Linked DNA regions of Mus musculus: regions 2 and 3 are each linked to region 1. A link is a contact called in public HiChIP or PLAC-seq and promoter capture Hi-C data. All regions are on one chromosome and are shown on one strand. The core of a region is the stretch at or near the end of the contact, and the rest is flanking DNA. Distances in the headings are between cores, read along the strand shown. Region 1 holds the start of Slc4a3 (solute carrier family 4 (anion exchanger), member 3). Region 2 holds the start of Farsb (phenylalanyl-tRNA synthetase, beta subunit). Region 3 holds the start of Sgpp2 (sphingosine-1-phosphate phosphatase 2).

The links. Promoter capture Hi-C pulls out the DNA fragments that hold promoters and counts their contacts. HiChIP or PLAC-seq counts read pairs in DNA pulled down with a chosen protein or histone mark.
Region 2: a contact with region 1 is called in a promoter capture Hi-C map of cranial neural crest. The contact joins the promoter of Farsb here to the promoter of Slc4a3 in region 1. A contact is called at or near these places in 1 of 39 promoter capture datasets (cranial neural crest) and 1 of 115 datasets of contacts at active chromatin or transcription factors (astrocytes).
Region 3: a contact with region 1 is called in an H3K4me3 HiChIP or PLAC-seq map of stem cell-derived neural progenitor cells, with 10 times the contacts expected there. The contact joins the promoter of Sgpp2 here to the promoter of Slc4a3 in region 1. A contact is called at or near these places in 1 of 39 promoter capture datasets (cranial neural crest) and 1 of 115 datasets of contacts at active chromatin or transcription factors (stem cell-derived neural progenitor cells).

Annotation. Positions count from the first base shown.
Region 1 is chr1:75,544,673-75,547,969 of GRCm38.p6, forward strand. It overlaps Slc4a3 (solute carrier family 4 (anion exchanger), member 3), which reads left to right and starts at 1,790. Exons shown (of 23, transcript NM_001357150.1): 1 at 1,790-1,941; 2 at 2,100-2,249; 3 at 2,561-2,726; 4 at 3,272-3,297. The coding sequence starts at 2,199.
Region 2 is chr1:78,487,157-78,490,453 of GRCm38.p6, forward strand. Farsb (phenylalanyl-tRNA synthetase, beta subunit) reads right to left here and starts at 1,741. Exons shown (of 17, transcript NM_011811.4): 1 at 1,629-1,741. The coding sequence starts at 1,686.
Region 3 is chr1:78,308,730-78,312,026 of GRCm38.p6, forward strand. It overlaps Sgpp2 (sphingosine-1-phosphate phosphatase 2), which reads left to right and starts at 1,617. Exons shown (of 5, transcript NM_001004173.2): 1 at 1,617-1,773. The coding sequence starts at 1,690.

The sequences.
Region 1 (3,297 bases), core at 540-3,039:
ACAACTACAATGGTCTTATTTCCAAATAAGGGCTCATTCTGAGGTCATGGACGTTGAGAATTCGCATGTGAGTTTCAGGGGACACAATTCAACGCCAGCCCATGGGCGTCATGGGCTTGGCTTTAGGAAAGCAACTCACATGTCCTGTTTCTGCATAGCTGACACCCAGTGCTGACATCTTTGTAAACACGGATGACTGTGAGAAGTCTGGAATAAATGGCCGGGGCTCAGACAGCCATCATCTGCAATCCACCAAGGATGCCCAAACTTGTGGGTAACCTTCTTCCTAGGTGAACCTCTATGGGGGATCACGCCTTCCTGCATCCCCATGTTCTCAGACAAAGGAATAATACTTCCCTAGGATGGTTAGTGTAAATTGTCAACGTGATGACATCTAGAATCACCTCAGAGGTGGGCCATGCCTATCTGGGATTCTCTGGATTGATATGGATAAACTGGCTTTTTGTTTGTTCCGTTGATAGGGTTTTGTTGTTGTTTTTTGAGACAGGGTTTTAATATGTAGCGCTGGCTGGCTGGAACTCAGTGTGTAGACCAGGTTTTGCCTTGAACCCCTAGAGACTACTCAGCCTTTTTCGTTTGTTTTTGTTTTTCGAGACAGGGTTTCTCTGTGTAGCCCTGGCTGTCCTGGAACTCACTCTGTAGACCAGGCTGGCCTCGAACTCAGAAATCCGCCTGCCTCTGCCTCCAAAGTGTGGATATTAAAGGCGTGTGCCACCACTGCCAGGCTCTCAGCCTTTTAAGCGATGGAATTAAAGCCGGGTACCTCCATGCCCAGCTCTCAGAAGATCCATCTTAGTTGTGGCAGGATCATTTCTCTGGCCTGGGGATCCTGAACTGTTTGAACTGATTGTAGATGGGATGCGACCAGCTGCTTCAAGCAATCCCCAGGGCTCTGTGTGTACACTCTTCCCTTGGGTAGGGCTGAGATCTCGCAGCGCAGGGGTCAGAGCAGCTTCTACTTTGTACATGCTTCTCTCCCCTCCTTCCCACCCCACCTTCTGCTGACCCCCAGTTCTTCTCCCTTTGTTTGTTCTAAGGTGTAGGGGTCTGGCTTAAACGGACTGTCATTCAGGGCTTTTATGAGCATGGGTTATTCTAGATGCCCAGTTTCAGAGACTCAGAGAACACTGGGGGTGGGGGGTGGGGGTGTCCAGGTGCCCTTTGCGAACATCTCTCTGACCTTGGAAAGTGAGATAGGTCCTCCACGGTTGGAGGAGCAGGGGCGGGATTCGGGTGGAGGAACAGTGAGAGCTTAGCCACAGGATTTTAGAGTGGTTGGCCCAATTGGAATGCCCCTGTTTCAGCTGCCTCTGGCTACTGATGGGTAGATAATGTGCCAAGGTCAAATGGTGGGTGGCGCCCAGCGCCAGAAGCCAGCCTTTGAAGGGCATCAGTTGAGCTGAGGCTGGAGGTGTTGAGGGCAATGGCTTTCAGGGGTCTCTGATCTCGTGTCCAAGCTGGAGAGGCTTGTATGTGCGAAGAGGGTCTCCTCCAGGGCTCCTGAGGGAAAGGGAGGGGTGGCTAAAAGCAAGGTGGAGGAGTGTGTTTGAGGGATTGTGGGAATTTAGGGCCGTGCACCCGCCCCTCCTCCCCCCCCCCCGCAATGCGTGGGGCGCCTGGAGAGGGGTCTTGCGGGCAGGTGGGATCCTGCGGGGACCCGAGCGCGGGGCCCACGCTGGCCTGGTCGGGGTAAGTCAGGGATCGTCCACTCCCATTGTGCGGCCGGGCGGCGGCGGGCTGGCACAGCCGAGCGCTAGGAGGTGGAGCCGTGGACTGCAGGCTCCGGCGCCTGCGTCCGCCTGGCCGGGCTCTGCGCGGCGAGAGGCCGGACGGGAACCCGGCAGCCGCGCCCCGGAGCTTGCGGGGAGGGACATGGGGCGCGGCGGCTCTCCCAAGCCCCGCAGGTTCCGGAGCCCGGAGGTACTTAAGGGCAAGGCGTGGGCGCCGGGCCGGGTAGGGACAGCGGACTAACATGGACCGGGTTGGGCCTCGGAAGGGAGAGCGGGCTGGGCACCGGGATGGAGCACCCCGGAGGGGGCCCACCAGCGCAATTTCTGACCCCGCCCTCCTTCCTCAAGGCTCCCCAAGAGGTCTCTGCAGCGCCCCCTTCTTCTCACCCAGGGTTTGGGTCCCATAGTGATTGAGAGACTCCTAAGTCTTCAGTCTTCAGCCCTGCCATGGCTAATGGGGTGATCCCGCCGCCCGGGGGCGCCTCCCCCCTACCCCAGGTGACTGATGCGTGGGGGTGGGGTGGGGGAGGAGGGGCAGGATGGGCGGGGTGTCCTCTGGATGACCCTGGGACCACCAGATCCAGATGTAGAGCTGTATTGGTAGTGTAGAGGAATAGGGGGTCTTCGGTATTTCATGCACTTGTGGCTGGTGCTCCCACAACCTGGGGGGAAGCCCTCAGAGGGTGTTTTGGGGATGTTGATGCAGGCAAGGGTGAAGGTGTTGGGAAGGCCCTTGAAGTATGGAGTTGGGGTTGGGTGGGGAGTGTTCATGAACTAGGGGTCCTTAGGAGAGGCTATCTGGCCTGCAGGTCCGGGTGCCCTTGGAGGAGCCCCCTCTGGGTCCAGATGTAGAAGAGGAAGATGATGACTTGGGCAAGACCTTGGCTGTGAGCAGGTTTGGGGACCTCATCAGCAAGACCCCGGCCTGGGACCCCGAGAAGCCTAGCCGCAGCTACAGCGAGCGGGACTTTGAGTGTGGGTAGCCTGGGGACCCCTAGCACCCCAGCCTTCACCACCATCACCTTCATCGCCACCATTACTGCGCTCACCTCCGGCTTGATCACTCAGTGTCATCCTGTGCTGGACGCTGTGCTGGGCCACCATGCCATGTTAAGTCATCCTGCCTCTCATACCATCATCACCTTGTTCACCTGTCAGGGGAGATGTAGGGGAGATGCGCCTGAGGTCTCTCTCAGTGACCTTCATCGTGCACTGGGTCCCACTCACCCTCTGCCCCACTGTGTTTCCTGATGTGTCTTCCCTCAGCTTCTCTCTTTCTTCGGTACCACATCTCCCGACTCCCCTTTGCGACTTTCTCTCTATGTCACTCTTGTCCCCACTCCACCTGGCCTCACCAATGACAGGAGCAGGGATGCATAGTTGGGAGGGGTGTCCTGGCTCTAGAAGAAAGACTGGGGGTGCCTTTGTTTTAGATCTCACGCTAGAATAAGGTGTGAACTCCTTGTGGGGGAAGCCCCACTCTGCTTCAGGGGTCTCAACCCACTCTCCTGCACCTCCAGTTCACCGGCACACATCCCACCACACC
Region 2 (3,297 bases), core at 491-2,990, 2.9 Mb after region 1:
AAAGAAGGCAAGAGAAACAATGAAGATTAGTACTAACCCATCTGGTGTATACCTTAAATACCATCAATAGGTATGAAAGAATTTCAAAAGAGCCTACAGTTCACAGTCGGTGTGGGGAAACCAAGCTTGTTGGATCACTCACCATTTTAAAGTGGAAGGAAAAGGAAACAGCCAGGGAATGTATTAAAACATTATCTGATGATTGCGAGCAGGTCATAAGCCTCATTGTCTTTTAAAATTTGGACAATCTGGTACTTTTCCATAGATAAGGGTCTGACTAGGAACTGATTCCAAGTTGTTCATCTTGCCACACACCATCATATGAACTTCAGAGACAGTGACCACCAGGAGAGAGAATATGATTTAGAGTAACAGGGCAAGTGAGGTATATTAATAAGCTTACTATATAAGGGAAACTGGTTAGGAAATTAAAACCACATTCCAAAAGCAAAGCGATTTCCTGTTTCTAAGGCCTTGGTCACAACTATAATTGTATCACTTGGGAGACTGAGTCAGGAGGATTGCCACAAGTTTAGAGTCAGCCTGGACTTCAGAATAAGGTTCTGTCTCCAAAAGAACAACGACAAAATCCGACAAACACAGGGGGTGAGTAATATCTAAAGTCCATCCTTAGGAAAAAAAAATCTTAAAAGTTTACTTGTACGACATCAGTACTGTGGTGTTATGAACCTGCTCCATTTTGTCCTCTAATTTTGGCCTCTAATACTCAAAAACAAGGAGGCTCTCATAAAACACTCGCTCTGACCTTTATAGAAGCTGATAACTACAGGGTGAGGCTGATACCATTTCAACTTACTACATCTGTGTTGGAAATGATAATTTGACTAATATTTACCTCCCTTCCCCCCCCCCCCACAATGGTTTAGTTTTAGAACTGAGAAAGAGGGAAGTGTGTCATGAATGCTAAGCCCATAGAAGTGATTCCATTTAGGGGTCAAATCAATGTTAACTATCAAATGCTACCCCTGCACAAAACCTGGTTTCCTTTCCCAGAAACATTTAGCATGTCCAATAAACCGTTTTACTAACATCATGGTTTGTTATTTTTCTCATGTATGTGTCATGTGCACAGCTCTACTCCCAAACACTGCCTGACACACTTCTGGAGCCTGGTCAACACTAAAATAAAGCCAATGCCGGGCTTGGTGGCACACGCTTGTTATCCCAGCACTCAGAAACTGAGGCAAGAAGACCGACAGTTCGAAAACAGCCTGGGCTACATAGTGAGACCCGCATCTTTCTTAAACGTCTCCCCTTCGCTGTCAATCTGGTTCCACAGCCTACAGTTGTGATGGAACCCAGGGTACGTTTCCTCGTCTGTGTCCCGACACCAAAGTCCGTGCTGGGCACGGAGTTGGAGCTCGGTCTCTAAATGAATGACACGGAGAGCCCGACACGCGCTGATGATGCAACGGAGCCACCGCGGAGCTGGTTCCGAGAAGCTACTTCAGCGCAGCCGAGTCTCCTCGCCCAGCAGCGCGCCCCTGAGGACTCTGGCCGTGCCGGGCCAAACCCCACGTAGCGGCATGAACGCCGCCAGCACGTTCTTCTGCAGGGCGAGCAGACTTCCCCAGGCACCGAGCCCAAGCCACGGGGCGGGCACTCACTGTAGGTCCGGCCCAGGGCTTGGAAGAGCAGGTCTCGCTTTACGCTGACAGTCGGCATGGCGAGTCGTGGACACTGCGCCTGCGCCACATGCGGGGCCTCAGCGACCCTAGAGTGAAGGACCCGACGCTCCGCTCTTGGGCTGTCTCACGTGATGCCTGTCTAAATTCAACCATTTGCACATCCGTTTTCCAGCCGAATATAGGAAAACACCTCTCTCTGGATTATTTAACATAGTTCTGTTGTGACGATAACCAAAAAGTTTGGAAAATAGGTGTAATCGGGTGGAATTATCTCTATTTTGACAGGCAAGAGTGAGAACAGACCTCAGAGGCCTGGATGCTTCCCAAAGCCCTAGGGAAGATGCCAAGTTGGGTAGGCGGAGCGCTAGATTGGTGGGAAGGACTTCCAGGTAGAGAAGTCCGCCCAGAGGTATTTGAAAAGCAAGGTAAACGGATGCAAGACTTCCTGCAAAGAAGAATATGCAAATACTAATGGCAAGGTCTGTTAACAGGCCACATTTTTTTACTTTTTTGAGACAGGTTTCTCTGTCGCCTTGACTGTCCTGGAACTCGCACTATAGACTAGGCTGGCTTTGAACTCCGAGAACTTTTGAGATCCGTACCTCCCTAGTGCTGGGATTAAAGGCATGCGCCACCACTGCCGGGCTTTTACTTAATCCTTTAACCCTCTTGAAACTACAGATTTTATACCCGAGCCTTGTTCGAACGCAGCAGCAGCCCTGTGGGTAGGCGTTGTTAGAGACCGCAGGACTTTTCTGTCAGATGCTGTACTCAGCCTAAAAAGTGCACGAGCAGATTTGCTCCTTAGAATAACTCTGAGGGACAGTACGTCAAATCATGGGCCACTGAGATGTCAGGACTTAATCCCGTGTAGCCTGCAAATGCTACTTTATGTGGTATCAGAGCCTATGTGGAATAAGCTAAGGGTTTTGAGATGGAACTTAGCCTAGGTTATTAGGATGGGCCCTAAATGCAATTGACTGTAGACTCAATAAGCGGAAGGCAGTGATTCCAGTAAGGTCACTAAAAAAAATAAAGTCAGTAGTCTTCGAAACTGGAAGAGATAAGGAGGGAAATCTCTCCTAGCCTATTCAGCAGCCCCCAAAACACTTGGATTTGGGCCAGTGAAATTGCTTTTGGGTTTCTTGCCTCCAGAACTTGAATATAACAAAGTTCTGTTTCATCTCATTCATTATTCTTTATGATTTGAGATAAAGGCTCAACTCTATAGCTGAAGCAGTCCTGGAACTCATCCTGTAGCTCTGGATGGCCAGAAATTTTCAGAGTTTTAAGGTGTCCTGAAAGACAAGAATATAAGTTACCTCACCAGACTCAAGTTTCTGTTTGAAATCAAAAGTTTGTAGTACTTCCTTTCAGCAGCCATGAAAAAACAAATACATCAAAGCAGGAAGATAAAACAGCCATGGACTGTGGGACTCACCTAACCTGTAAGGCATAGCAGAAACATTGCTTCCTCAAGAGAAAATAAAGCAAGGACCAACACTGAGGAAGTGAGAACCCTTCACTTGAGGAAGCAGAACTGAGGCTAGACTTAGGCCATCATAACTCTTAATAAGTTTTCCACTGCACTAATTTCCACTTATGGCAAGTCCCACGTGTAGCTTTCTGACCCTAAATTCCAGTAAGT
Region 3 (3,297 bases), core at 367-2,866, 2.8 Mb after region 1:
GAGCGACCCATTTAGGAGACATGCAATTCAAGGGTCTTCCTGGGAGAACATATTCTTTAAATGTATAAAGGCTCAGGTTGGGAGCTACTGTAATGTCAGCTGTTAAAATCAAACTTTGGGGGTGGGAGAGGACTGAAATGCTGGCTCAGCAGTTAAGAGCACTGGCTGATCTTCCAGAGGTCCTAAGTTCAACTCCAGCAACCATATGGTGGCTCACAACCATCTGTAATGGGATCTGATGCCCACTTCTGGTGTGCTCATACACATAAAAATAAATAAATAAATCTTTAAAAACAAAAATCACTACAGCACTAGGGGTGGAGGCAACTGCCTTTTCAGCCACACATGACTGAGTATGACATAGGGCTGCATTTTCCTCTGGAAGAGGAAAGAAAATAGAATCTCTGAACAAGCCACTGCTGACTTAGCGACCTTGACATGTTCTCCAGATAGGACTAAGGAACAAGGGAGTCAGAAAACTGGAATGAGAGGGGACCAGATCATCTTCACGTATCAGGAACCGAAGACTTCCCAGCCTAGAAGGACAACTGGATAAGCAAGGGTGGTGGCAGGTGTTCATGCACGGTCCTTTATTCCGCCAAATAGCAGGCTTTAAAAGGGCGGCCAGGAAACCCCCCCCCCCCCCCCCGCAGCCTTCTGTTCCCAACTAAGGATTGGATTATAGTTTTGCTGCAGGCCAATCACCTGGCCCTCGTTTAACTGTTGCTTCTCACTCCCTGCAATGAGGTACAGAGGTCATCTTAGGATCTCAGAGACCCGGAAGGGAGGTTTAGGAAAGCTCAGGAAAAACCATCTGCAGGACGTTTCCTTTGCTCTTCTAAGCAGTGGCTGGCGCCTGGTAGTCGCTCAGTACCTTGTTCCCTTTGGGTCTAAAGTCTTCCCAAGGCCAAAAGGGAGGAGGTATGTGGGAGGGAGGGAGAAAGAGAGGAAGAGAGAGAGAGAGAGAGAGAGAGAGAGAGAGAGAGAGAGAGAGAGAGAGAGAGAGAGAGAGAGACCACACACACACACACACACACACACAGCGGGTAGGAGAGAGAAAGAGATTTCTATTTTTCCATAAAATCACCCGGGTTGACTCTCCGCATTTCTGCTATTCTTTCTCAAATTTGAATGAGGTGACTGGCCTGTGAGAAGGAAACATTTCAGGAAGTTTAGAAATCACTGAGAATTCTCCCTAGGAACCAGACTCCCTGGGAATTAAGTCTTTCAGAAAACAAGCAAAGGTTGGGGCAGGGAGCTGGGATGTGGGGGACACATGTGTAGTGGCGACCAGTTTCACCTTGAACTCCAGATTTGAAAGGAGGGTCACAAAGCGTCCAGGCTTCCGGCAGCACTTGGAAGGATGCGCGGGAGTGGGGATGGCGCATAGGTCATGCACGTGGACCCGTCCACGCAGTTGCAAGCACACTCTCCAGCAGGCAGGTAAGGGGCTGGGGCCGCCCGGTTGGCTAGGAAGGGGACGGTGACGTGTGCAAGGTGGTGGCGGACACCTGGGCTTGCCCGCGTGTAGGGCGGGCGCTAGGACCCGGGTGGCGCACCTGTTGGCTGGCACCGCGCCCCGCCCGTCCTGCGCTGGGAGCATCGGGCTGCGGAACGCGAGGCCAGGGCGCACGCTGAGGACACGGACGCGCGTGGCTGCGGGTCGGAGGAACGGGGTCACGGCTCACCATGGCCGAACTGCTGCGGAGCCTGCGGGATTCACAGCTCGTGGCGCGCTTCCAGCGCCGCTGCGGGCTCTTCCCAGCGCGGGAGGTCAGTCCTAGGGAGAAGGGCCTTTCGAAGTGGGCGACAGGGGTCCCGGAGGTCTCTCATCTCTCCGACAACCGGGATTCGGTGTCTGCCGTTGGGGAGGAGGGCGACGGCCGCCTGCTTACCTGCGGCTCCGGGTGACTCCTAGATGGGGATTGGAGGGCTCCAACCGCCGCCACCCGGCTTCCATCCTAGGAAGGGCACGGCGGGGAACAGTCACCCGATGCCACCCTTTCTCGCTGCAGGTGGCAGTCAGTCACTTCTTTTCAGACACCACCTTTGCATGCATCCGCGGAAAGACTTTCTACTTTAATTACTTTAGTGAGTAAGTTCGTTAGATTCCACCCAAAGTGTGAGAGTTACGTAACTGAAAAGAGGAGCGGGGATGTCCTTGGCACTTCCCTGGGACACAGCCTGAGAACTCCTCAAAGTCCTTAGGTTGCTGCCGCATCCCCCCTTCCTACTCCGTGCAGACATCCCAGTCGCGCGCTTTGCTTTGCTGAACACCCGCCCTGGACTCCTCTGGGAATTCACAGCCCCGCCCCCCAGCTAACCTAACCTCAGAGATGGGAGTTCAACACTGTCTCCCTCCCGACGTCCCCCTAGTTTTGGAGGCACTGGTTGGTCTTTTATGATTGGCTCTTACGGCCTTTTCGGTAGATGCTTTGCATCCGGAGCAAGGTTATACAACCCTACTGCAGCTTTGCGTTATGAGGTGCACAGGGACTCCTCCAGGCTGAAAGGACCAGGCAGGCGGCAGATGGCAGCTAGGAAAGCTTGTCTCCCTTGGGCACCACCAGCAGCTGCCCTTTCCCTCGGCTTAAGTAGAAAATAACAAACCAGGACAGAAGCAATTCTACTCCGCCTCCCCCACCCCCCTTCTTCAGTGTTTTATTCTTTCTGAGAGATTCTGGTGACTGGAAGGTGACACGTCCTTATATATAGATAACTACTTAAGAACCTGGCGCTTGTGTAGGACAGAATAATAGAGGCATCAAATTACAGAATTCATTTGAAAAGTGGCAGTAGGCTAGTTGTGTATTCTCAGCTAGAGAAATTCTTCAAAATATTTTCACTTTATAGTTACTTCACGGCATGCTGATAGCTTTGAGATTAATTCAAGACATCTCTCTTTGCCAGAGCCTTGCCTCAAAAGGTGCTAGCACATAAGCCCAATGCCCCACCCCCACGGGAAGCGTTTTCCTGTACAGGCGCTCTGTTTAGGCTCAGGACCAGCGCGGGGGTGGGGGTGGGGGGCTGCACTCTATCCGACTTGTCTCCCCTGTACCTGCTCTTCCTCATTCAGGACTGAATTTTTCCACTAATGTTTCTTAAATTGTTTTTACACAATCCCCTTGATTACTTGCCTGCACATTCTGGGGAAGGCTTCTTCCTTCTTGTAGTCCCAGATAGTCTGGGGAATCAAGGAGTGGGGTTCTCGTTCCCAGCGCTTGGATTACTGAAGTCCATGAAATAAGTAAAAGAAAACTGAAAGTTCAGGATATTAAATCCCTGTAGTAGCCATAA